2 separate regions of the Macaca mulatta genome follow, and region 2 is linked to region 1. The links are chromatin contacts, called in public Hi-C maps. All regions are on one chromosome and are shown on one strand. Each heading gives the region's core, a stretch centred on a gene start, on an enhancer-like site or on the middle of the called end of the contact. The rest is flanking DNA. Distances are from core to core; before and after follow the strand shown.

Region 1 (6,038 bases), core at 902-3,401:
CTCAAAATTCATGCTCCATTGTTCCTCACCTTTCAACTCAGCCATTTCTCAATAAAGGTTTGAAAAAGTCAGAGTTCTTTCTCTCTTTCTCTCTCCCTCCCCCGGTTTGGCCTTACCAAGGTCTAAAACACACTCAGATCTGGCCCCTGCCTTGCACCCCAGCCTCGCTCCATGCTGCTCAGTCCTTTCTACCATGTCTCACCAGGCTCTTTCCCTCTCAGCCCTTCAGCCCTGGGGCCCACTTTCATCTCCTCTCCCCATGCTGAGGCCTCCCATTTTCTCTTAGCTTGGAGGCCAGTTCCAGAGCCGGCCCCCACCCCTCCCCTCTGTGCTCTGCCTCAGCACCTCATTTATCTCCTTCATGCACTTGGTACCATTTGTGACAATTTTGCCCTTTATTTCTGTCTCCCTCTCCACCATTTGTTTCTTGCAGTGCTTTTACATTGAGCTCTGGAATAAACAGGTGTCACTGATGGAGCATATCCTATGCGCCAGACCCTGTGCTAAAATTTAACCCTGGAAAAACATTTTTATTCAACAAATACTTTTTTTGAGCACATATAAGCTACACACTGGAAAGTCCCAATACTAAGGGCCTGGAGAGCCCAGAACAGTCAGGAGAACAGGCAATGCCCGTGGCGGGCTAGGTGGTTCGGTGGGGAGAGCACAAGGTGCTGTAAGGTCTCATTCCCCTCATTGAACCAAAGAGGAAATTGGGACTTTGAGAAAGGAGGTGGCTTGTCAGGGGCAGTTCTCAAGCTGTGGTCCATGAACGTCGGGAGTCCCTGAGACCTTTTCAGGCATCCATGAGGGCCTCCCTTTCCCAACTGCATGATTTGTGTGAGGCTGGGGTTTTTCATACCTACAACTAGACAACTAAACAGTATATTTGGAGAGACTGAATGCAGAAGTACACATGAGAATCTAACCTTCCATTAAGCCTGATATTAAAGACATCAGTGAAAATGTAAAACGATGACAGTCTTCTCAATTTGTTTTTGTCTTAGAAAATATAGGTATTTTTAAAGTGTGATTTTTATTACCATGGAATGGAGTTTTATATTATTTTAAATGAATTAATAACTACATTTTTAAAATTCTGCTTTAATTTCTAATACAGCAAATATCGATAAATAACCCACATAAAAATTCTCTGGAGTCCTCAATAATTTCTAGGAGTACAAAGAGATCCTAAGGCCAAAAAAAAAAAAAAAAAAAAAAAAATTACTAATTGGGAGATACAAGTGTCAGAATATACAGTAACTGTTCAGTAATATTGCTGTAAATTAATCAATAGGATTGCCTATTCACAACAGCAAAGGCATGGAATCAACCCAGGTGCCCATCAGTAGTGGATAGGATAAAGAAAACGTGGTCCATATACACCATGGAATACTATGCAGCCATAAGAAAGAACAAAATCATGTTCTTTGCAGCAACATGGATGCAGCTGGACATCATTATCCCAAGTGAATTAACAAAGAACAGAAAATCAACCACTCATGTTCCCACTTACGAGTGAGAGCTAAACACTGGGTAATCATGGACATAAAGATGGGAACAACAAATGCTAGGGATTCCAAACACGGGGAAGGAGGCAGGGGAAAGGTGTTGAAAAATTACCTAGGGAGTACTATGTTCACTACTTGGGCAACGGGATCATTAGAAACCCAAACCTTAGCGCTATGCAATATATCCGTGTAATAAACCTGCACACCTACCCCCTGAATCTAAATTTTTAAAAAAATTACATTAAAAGATAGGAGCGCCTCCTCCTTTACACCACCTGAATTATCATGGCACGTAAGTCTCACACCCTATTTGCCAAGGCCATTCGTTCCTAGCTCTTTTACAGGGAGGTCAGCTTTCTCAATGCAAGTCTGTGGGACGGATGCAGAAAAATTCCCCCAGCCTCCCCTTTGATCCTGCCCCAGCTGGTCCCCGCCACGCTGAGGGACGCGTACCCTGGGACGCGCACCCTGCTGCCCGCAGCCGGAGCCGTTCGCCACACCCCCGTGTTTATGTCGGCCCACGGGGGTTGCCTGTCCCTTTAATTGGCATGTACCAAGTCTTTCCAGGTCACATTTCCTCCCTACGTCCCAGCCGTTTGGAATCATTAGCCAAAAGTCCAAGAGGAGGGAATGTGGAGACAGTGTTGTATTTCTGCGGGGAGTTCTGGGCCGACCGGGAGCGAGAGAACGCTCGAGGACGAAGCGCGCCATTGCGGCCCTCCCCGCCGCGTGCCGTAGTCCAGTCCCAAGATGGCGGCCACCATGAAGAAGGCGGTGAGTGGGGCGCTCGGGGCTCTGGATGCGCGGGTGGCGCCGAATCTCGGCCGCGGGGGTTGGGGCGCGGGATGCTGGGGGTGCGCAGCTCCGAAGCCCGGCGTGGGACCCGAGGCCGAGGCCGAGGCCCTGAGAGCGGCCCCGCGGCAAGGCCTGCCCGCGCCTGGCGCCCTGAGCGTTTTCCTAGGCACCTGGCCAGCCGAGGCGGGGAGCCGGGGCTGGGGCCGGGAGCCTCCGAGGGCCCTGGGCCGCCTCCCGCGATGCCGAGGGTGCCCCCGGGGAGTCTGAGGAATCTGCAGCCCCAGCCTTGCCCCTAAGGTGTGGGAAGTCGAAGGTCTCGTTGAGTGTGGTTGGCCTTGACTCGGGCGTTGCACCGGCATGATCGCATTAGCCTCATTGGTTATGGGTAGCTGCTGCTGGGACCGTGGTTACGGGTGAGGAAACTGAGGCCCAGAGATGGGAAGTCACCTGCCTCAGGTTACGCAGCTCATAAGGGGGACAGCAGGTTCCTGCATCCCCGGATTATCAGGCCCAAGAGCCCCCGTGTCCAACCCGGAGCTGCCCATGTCCACGCTCTATGCCCCTGAGTCCTCCAGGCTAAAACCAGTATTTATTGAAGACGGACGATCTGCCGGCCCAGCAGCCGGCCCTTTATCCGTTATCCTCCCCGCAGCTCAGCAAGTGCAATGGGTTCCTCCCCACTTTGCAGGTAGAGAAACTTAGACACAGAGCAGTTAGGGGCCCCAAAGTGACTCAGCTAGTAAGAAGCTGAGCTGGAGTTCGAACTCAGGTTTGGTTTGGTTTTTCTCAAAGCACACCTATGTAACCACTAAGCAGGCTAAACTTCCATGTCGGGTTTATAAATCCGTGGCTTCCCAGATGTGTAAAGATAGCTAGACAGAAGAAAAAGAAAAGTGGAGAGGGGGAAGGAAATAACGACTGACAATTTGGGGAGCTTTACAGTGTGCTAGGTATAGCTGTACTTTTTTTTTTTTTGGGTGTATTGTTTATCTTATGTACTTTAGGGGAGATACTGTTTTTATCCTTATTTAACAAATGAGAAAACAGGCACGGAGGCAAAGCTAGCATTTAAACACAGGCATTCTGACTCCGGAGTCTGAGTTTTAAACTGCTATAGGGGGTCTTCCATGAGAATCTCTTGGCTGGCGGGATTTGCATTCATTCCACTTTTAAGACCACATTAGAACTTCCTTTGCTTTACCCCCATCCAGTACCACATAGTCTATGCCATCTGTGCCTGGTGTAGGGTGACCCATTGCCCCGTTTTATATGAAATTGAGGGACTGCCAAAACTGGGAACGCCCCAGCTAACTCAAGATGTGTTGCTCACCCTACTATTCTGCCATCCAAAAATTCTTACTGAGTCCCAGAGTAGGGTCCAGGGCCATGGTGATTCAAAACAGTATGAAACTTGGTGAGATTCACTTCACCTCTAGTTTGTGAAATTGGGCCCTCTGGTGTTAGGTATGGCCTTTAATTCCTTGAAAGATACTAGTTGTGGTTCACTCCGTTTTATAGGTATGGAAACTGAAGTGCAGAGAGGTGAAGTAAATGGTCAAAGAGGAAATGGCAGAAGAATGATTTGAACCCTGGATTTTGATTGCAAAATTTCTAATTATCAACTTTTGTTTTCCCCCTTTCATTGATTCAGTAAATTTTTGGGGGCATGTAATATGGCATAGTCTCAGTTTTAAGTGGAGACAACTGCGGTGACCAGTGAGGAAGTTCTTCTCCCCTTATTCTTATAGCCCCAAAGAACGTATGTTCCAGGACAGAGGCAGGCATTACTCACATAGTCACACAGAAAACTAGTTTCTCTGGTGAGAACTGTGAAGGAAAAGTACTTACGAAATGAGGGCCAAAATGAGGTCTGTTTTGAGATCAGAGAAGGCTTTCCTGGGAAAGTGCCATTTAAGTTGAGATCTGTGAGATTATGTAAGGAAAGAAAGGGAGAGTTGGATAGAGAATGAAGCATTCTAGAGAGGAGTATCTGCAGAGACTCTGAGTACATTTAATACAAGGAAGGCCTGATGGCAGATAATCAGGGGAAGAAAGTTTGAGCCATGATGGGAAAAGAACTTGTAGAAGGGTAGGTGGTGGCCAAAATATAAAAGATCTTCGTTAACTTTGAAGCCTTTGAGAGTCACATGATAGATGTAATGTCCTCCTGTAGATGTTTCCAGTGTTATGAACAATTCCCGATAGATTATCTTACATGTACGCTTTTCCCCTTTGCCCTCAATGGGAGAAAACAAACATGTATGCCAGTGAGTGAGAGTGAGACAGAGAGAGAGAGCCCTTTGAGTTTAATGAAAAGCAAATCATGTACAATCTGGAGTACTTTACATTTGTAACACATCGTTATCTCTCAACTGGTCATGATTTTGCTGGGGAGAATGTTTAGATGAGATGATTCAGTACTCTCATCTCTAAAGTTCTGCCTTCTAAGATCCAGTTCTTGACCATAAGGAGATCTGCACTTTGATTTCTGTTGATTATCCTACATACAAATGTTCTTTCCTCAGAGAGGCTACCTTTGACCTTTATCTAAAGAAGCCTCCTTCACTCCCCAGGCCCCCAAAACTTTCTTCTCCTAAGCTATTGTATTTTCATCATCACGTTTGTCACCATCGAACATTATCTCGTTCATCTTGTTTTTTTCTCTTCCTCCACCAGGATGTATGCTTGCCAGGTGGGATAGTGGCTCTCTTGTCATGGCATATAGGAAACAGTAATTGTTAAATAAACTACTGCATGGATGAAAGTTGAATACAAAAATTAGCTGGGTATGGTGGTGTGCACCTGTAGTCCCAGCTACTCAGGAGGCTGAGGCACGAGAATCGCTTGAACCCAGGAGGTGGAGGTCGCAGTGAGCCAAGATCACGCCACTGCACTCCAGCCTGGCGACAGAGCGAGACTCATCTCAGAAACAAAAACCAAAAAAAAAAAAAGAAAGTTGTTGAGTACAAATACAAAGCAAAAGTTTACATCATACAGACTTGGTAGATATGTTTTTAAAAGTAAAAATAAAAGACTGAAATTGGCCAGAATTTATTTCTAGGGACCCAGCTGTCAGTGCAGACTCCGAGTAATACCTAGACTTGGTGTGGGGCATGACCGAGTATGGTTCTGTTTCCTCCTCTAATCCCGTAAGATACTAGTTCTCAAGAAAAGAGCCCGGGGAATTTTAATTTTTACCTTGGATCTCGAGCAGGCGTATTTCTCTTTGGCCTAGCAGAATTTCCTTCTAGATCTGGATCTGTTCTTTGTAATGATTTTTGATAAGCAATATTCAGGATATAAAATGCTTGGCTATCATTTGACTGACTCCATCATCAAGCTTTCTCCCACATGTTCGTTTTATCAACCCTGTAAGGTAGGAACTAGCTTCTTTTTACAGATAAGAAACCTGAGGAGGTTCCATAGAATTGGGTAATTTGCCCAAGATTCCTGTTTGCTTGGATTGGATTCCAGCCTGACTCTCCACCATTCTGTGTGCTGCCTCCGATACTGTAGGATATGAAGAGCTTCCAGAAGAATGCACATACTATACATGCCATTTTGCATACAGTCTCGGGTTAAATTGACCTGTCAATGTCCATTGACCCTCCCCTAGTTAAGAATTACCCACTTCTGGCTGGGCGTGGTGGCTCACGCCTGTAATCCCAGCACTTTGGGAGGCGGAGCCTGGCGGATCACCTGAGGTTAGGAGTTCAAGACCAGCCCGGCTAA
Region 2 (5,475 bases), core at 312-2,811, 2.1 Mb after region 1:
CATCCAGGGGCACTTTGGGACCTCCCTCCAACAGACCCTGTTATTTTCACAGCTATAACTCCATCTTATGTAATAAACATTTCTAAATGCACATATGTTTCATATCATTTCTTTGCCTGTGTAAGAGCTTCGTTGAGTTGAATTGCAGTTGACTAACAGAATGTTACATCTTTTGTAAAATCTAATTCTTTTTCTTTTTCTAGAGAGACAGGGTCTCGCTTTGTCGCCCAGGCTGGAGTTTAGTAGCATAATCGTGACTCCCTGAAACCTGGACCTCCTGGGCTCAAGCAATTCTGCGTCAGCCTCCCGAGTAGTTGGGACTACAGGTGCGTGCCACCACACCTGGCTAATTTATTTTTATTTTTGTAGTGACGGGGTTTCGCTATGTTGCTCAGGCTGGTCTTGAACTCCTGAGCTCAAGTGATCCTCCCACCTCAGCCTCCCAACGGTCTTGGATTATATGAGCCCCTCCGCCCAGCCGGAACATCTTTATTGAAGTATAATTTACATAGCATAAAATTCATCCATTTTAAGTGTACTGACCCACGAGTTTTAGTTGCACAGCTGCCACCATCCCCACAATCTGGGTTTAGGATCCTTCCCTCACCCGCAAGACGTTCCTCCCGCTCCTTGGCAGTCAATCTCATTTCCCACTCCCAGCCCTAGGCCACCACGGATCTTTTAGGTCTCTGTGATTTTGCCTATTCTGGGCACTTCGTGTAGGTGGAATCCTCCAATGCGTGACTTTTGTGCCTAGAGTTTTTCAGTTGGCATAAGAGCTTTGAGATTCATTTATGTTATGCATGTATCAGTAGTCCGTTCCTTTTCATTGCTGCAAAGCGTTCCATTGAAGGCTTGTGCCACAGTGTGTCCCAGTTTATGGACATTCCTAATTATTGACTAATATTTATAAGCTCTCTACAAACGTTGGTGTCTTCACATTTTAGTCTTTGAGTGTCGAGCCCTTGTTTCTCTTGAGAAGCTACCGAGGAGTGGAGTTGCTGGGTTATATGGTTAGTGTATGTCTAACTTTTTAAGAAACTGCCACACCACCTTTCGCTTTACATTCACGCCAACAATCTATGAGGGTCATTTACAGGACTTTTCATTAAACATGCACTAATGTCAATTCTCATATTTATTTTCTTCTTTGGAGCTAACACGTAAACATATCTATAATCTTTTTCAGGTTTTACGCATTTCTGCAGGGAGGAAAGCTCATAAGCCACGGCCCTATGCCCACCTTTGTGCCCGCAGAATAAGGAAACCCGCGAACTACACTCCGCAGTTAGAAAGCCCGAGACCCTGCGAAGACCTGCACCCGCCCCCAAAGGGGCGGGCCTGGTGAGCGGAGAGGAGGCGGGGCGCGCTCCTTCAGCCCCGCCCACCAGCCCTGGACTCCCTCTCCCGAGGAGGGGAGCTAGAGGGTGAGCCAAGGGAATGTGCACACGCCTCTCCAGCCCCGCCCACCGCGCGTGCCGTGGCGCCCCTGGCGGGCGGGGCCGGGGAGGGCCCTCGCCGGGTCAGCTCCGCCCACCCGCCCCCAGTCAGCAGCTCCGGTGCCGCGCCTAGCTGCGCGCCATGGCCGGGTTGCTGGCGTTACTGGGCCCGGCAGGCAGGGTGGGCGCCCGGGTCCGGCCTCGCGCCACCTGGCTCCTGGGCTCCACTGCCCCCTGCGCCCCGCCGCCCCTGGCCCTGGCCCTGCTCCCGCCCAGGCCAGACGCCCGGCTGCTCCGCACGGCGCGCGGGGACTACCGCGGCCGCCAGGTAAGCACCCCACCCCGACCCTGATCCCGGGGGATGTCCAGGTCCCCAGACGTCCGCAGGGCCGCGCCCGGGGCCGGCCGCCTCCGCCAAGGACGCCTTTGCACTTGTAGCTGCCCGAGACCGAGCCCTTCCAGGGTCCCCGAAACCCCAAATCCCTACAAGCCAAGGAAGCATTCCTCCTAGTTGACAGCCAGAGAAACTGAGGCTCGGGAAGGTATGGCGCTCTACGCAAGGTCGCTCAGTCTTCGGCCGAGCCCCGGGTCTGCAGAGCCTCAGCCAGGCTGGGGCGCAGCCGACGGAGTTGCAGATGGGCCTGGACTTGGTCTGAACTTCCTCACGTTGCCCGCGGGGTTGTTGTCCAGGCCTTCTGGCTGGGTCTGGCTGCGTCTCGCTGTGTTTTGAACACCTCCCGACGCTCGCAGCTCCTCCCTTTTGATCTAACTGGAAGAGCAGGCGTCCCCAGGGAAGCCGCGGCCAAGGAACCCACAGTGCTGTTTGTTATGTTTCATTTCTGTCACCTTCCATGGGTGCTAAGTGAAAACTGATTTTCATTCAGAGCAGTCATAGCAGCTTTCCTTTCAAGAAATCTATCACTTTCTTCCAAGTGGGTCTTTTTCAGTAAAAATAGTAGTAAATAATGAAGTCTGGCGGTCCAGGAATGGCAAACCCATACGCGCGGAGCCGGCGTCTAGCCCGGAGCGCGTCCGGCCTCGCAGTCTGGAGCCTCTTTGTTTGCCTGGGTGCAGACAGGGCCCTCCATTGACCACCGGGTGACCTCAGACCGAGCCCTGAAGGCTTTTGAGCTTGTTTTCTGACCTTTTAGAGGGCCAAAAATAGCGCCTTCCCAGCAAGAGTTTGGAAGACAACTCCATGAGCTGGTGCGGGCCTCAGCGTAGTGCCGCCGGCCCAGCGAGCATCTCCTGAGCATTCCCTACCTTTTCAGTGAGGAGCGGATGGGGATTGGACCCAGGCTTTCACCAGGCCTCCTGCCCACATCGGCTTCCTTCCTTGCCTTCTCCAGTCCGACAGGTGGCACACAGGTCTTGGGGATCCTCTCCAGAGGGGCACCTTCTGCACACACCGTGCCACCTCCTGGTGATTGTTCAGGGCCCAGCCCAGCTGTTCCTGCCTCCAGGAAGCCCTCTCTAACCACCTGTGAGGCCTCCGATGCCTCCACTGGGCCTCCTTCCACCCCATGGCTGTGGGTCTTCTCTGCACTCATCTGGAATGGCCTCTTGTCCTGCTTGTCTGTCAGCCACATTGACCTTGTCCCCAGCTCGGGCCCTGGCACTGGAGCGGCTTGTGTGTATACAGTGGCGAAGAGTTGGCCGCAGACTCCCTGGATTCCTCTCTACTCACTTGTGTGACCTTGATCAAATTCCCTTCTCTCTGTCTCAGTATCCTCATATGTAAAATGGGATGTTAATAATTCAGACTTCATAGAATGTAAATGTAAAATGAGATATGTTCATACCTAGCATCTGGTGTGTCCCAAATTAAGGTTAGAAATGGTTATCATTGCAGTAAATATATACGGTCACAAGGCCCCCGTGAGCTGTCCTCGTTGCTTCAGCAGCATGGTAAAATCCGCAGAATCTGAGTGGGATCAGAACTCAAAGGAGATTAGGACAAAAGATAACTCATCTGCCTCAGAAAATGCGTCCCCAGCAGGGCCTGGGAGCCGTGCAGGGAGGGTCTGAGCTTGGCCAGAGCCCAGCACCTCCCCTGTGGGCTGTTCTGGCCACCCTCGTTGGGAGGTAGGCGTGTGCTGCCCAGCTGGGAGCTCCAGATTTGCCAGGTGTGTAATTAAGAGCCAAAGAGGCCCACCCACCTCTGCCTTGGCAGGGGGTCTGTGTAAGAGGGGTAGGGAAAGCCACAGAAGAGACCCGCCTTTTTGTCTTAACGTGATTCCATGTCCTGTAAACCGCCTAGCAGCCCCGGCTGCCTGTGCCACTTACCCCTTCCAGGGAGGTAGGCGGAACTCAGGCAGACGACTTCCTCTCCCAGAGCCCCAGTGTCCTTTTGTCTCCATCAGTTCTGGTTCCAGTGCCACCTTTTCAGGGACACCTTCCCTGATGGCCTTATTTAAACTTGCAACGTTCCTCCTACTCCCTGTCTCCCCCGTGACTGGTGTTTCTCTATGGCGCTTGTCACAAGTAGCAGCCCTGGTATTTTACTTTTCTGTTTATTGTCCCTGCCCTCCCATAAGACCATAAGCTCATTGAGGATGGGGTTTTGTCAGTTTTTCCCATTGCTCTGTCCCCTACACTTAGAACAGTGCCAGGCACAGAGGGGACACTCATGAATCCACAAGAAGTAACATAGCATGGTTGTTCAGAGCAAAGGCCTTGGACCCAGACTCAGTGAGTTTGGATCCCAGCTCTGACGGTAATCCCTGTGTGATCCTTGGTAAATTACTCAACCTCTCTGGGCTTCTCAGATCCTCTTCTGTTAAGTGGAATTGACAGTAGTAAAGGTTGTTGTGAGGATTATATGCATTAATATTTCCTTTTTTTAAAATTAGAGACAAGGCGGGCACGGTGGCTCACTCCTGTAATCCCAGCACTTTGGGAGGCCAAGGCGGGTGGATCACCTGGGTTCAGGAGCTTGAGATCAGCCTGGCTAACATAGTGAAACCCCATCTCTACTAAAAATACAAATATTAGCCAGGCATGGTGGCACGTGCCTGTAGTCCCAGCTACTGGGGAGGCTGAGGCAGGAGAATCGCTTGAACCTGGGAGCCTGAGGTTGCAGTAAGCCAAGGTCGTATCACTCCACTCCAGCCTGGGCAACAGAGCAAGAATCTGTCTCAAAAATATAAAATAATAAAATAAAAGATACGTTGGCCAGGTTGGTCTTGAACTCCTGGCCTCAAGCAGTCCTCCTACACCTCAGCTTCCCAAAGTGTTAGGATTACAAGCATGACCCACCGCGCCCAGCCAATAGTTTCAAAGTACTCAGAACAGTGCCTAGTACAAAATATACACAATATGGTGTTTATTATTAATATGATTTATCAAGTGAAAGAAAACAGGTGACACTCCAAACACTGTGATCGACTTGGCAAGGTCCTTGGCTCATTCTTTAAACTTTCCTACCCCTTCTCTATTACAGGTTTTTGTACTTTAAAAAATGTTGAGGAGGCAGAAGGGGCATCTCACACACACACTCGCACACACACACTCACACACACACACTCGCACACACACACTCACACACATGCGCATGCACGTTGAGTCCAGACAGAAGATGTGTCACGTCGTCCTGTGCATTCAGTACAGTGCCTAACACATCCCGGGTACTTAAGGCAGTGTTTCATGAAGAAATGAATGTCTAAAAATTTTCCATTGCCTGCAAGTCACACCCTCATAAATTCTTTTATTTTAGCTTCTTTAGTCTCCCCAAAGATTAGGAAGAAAATGCGTGGTTCACAGTGCTTACAGACGGGTGTTTTTACCAAAACAAAAGGAAGAAAATTGTCCAGTAACCGGGTGTTCTCTAGAATGTCAGAAACCAGCCGTGGTGCCAGCTAACCCGAGATTGTCCCTGTGTCCGAATGTCTTGCCCCTACCACAGTCTTGCAGTAGATGCTGCTCATTCTATAGTTGGAATCCTCGCTGCCTTTTTATTTTTATTTTTTGGCCAAAAGGCCTTTTGCCAAAATAAAGACCACAAAGAAAAGGGCCCTCTCAGAGACAGCTGCACTCG

What was found. Hi-C and Micro-C count contacts between places; a contact is called where the count stands out from the background.
Region 2: a Hi-C map of fetal cortex germinal zone shows a contact between it and region 1, with 3 times the contacts expected there. The contact joins the promoter of FAM210B here to the promoter of PFDN4 in region 1. A contact is called at or near these places in 2 of 14 Hi-C or Micro-C datasets (fetal cortex germinal zone and fetal cortical plate).

Annotation. Positions count from the first base shown.
Region 1 is chr10:107,034,195-107,040,232 of T2T-MMU8v2.0, forward strand. PFDN4 (prefoldin subunit 4) reads left to right here and starts at 2,152. Exons shown (of 4, transcript NM_001266117.2): 1 at 2,152-2,285. The coding sequence starts at 2,262.
Region 2 is chr10:109,126,837-109,132,311 of T2T-MMU8v2.0, forward strand. FAM210B (family with sequence similarity 210 member B) reads left to right here and starts at 1,562. Exons shown (of 3, transcript XM_001090987.5): 1 at 1,562-1,767. The coding sequence starts at 1,582.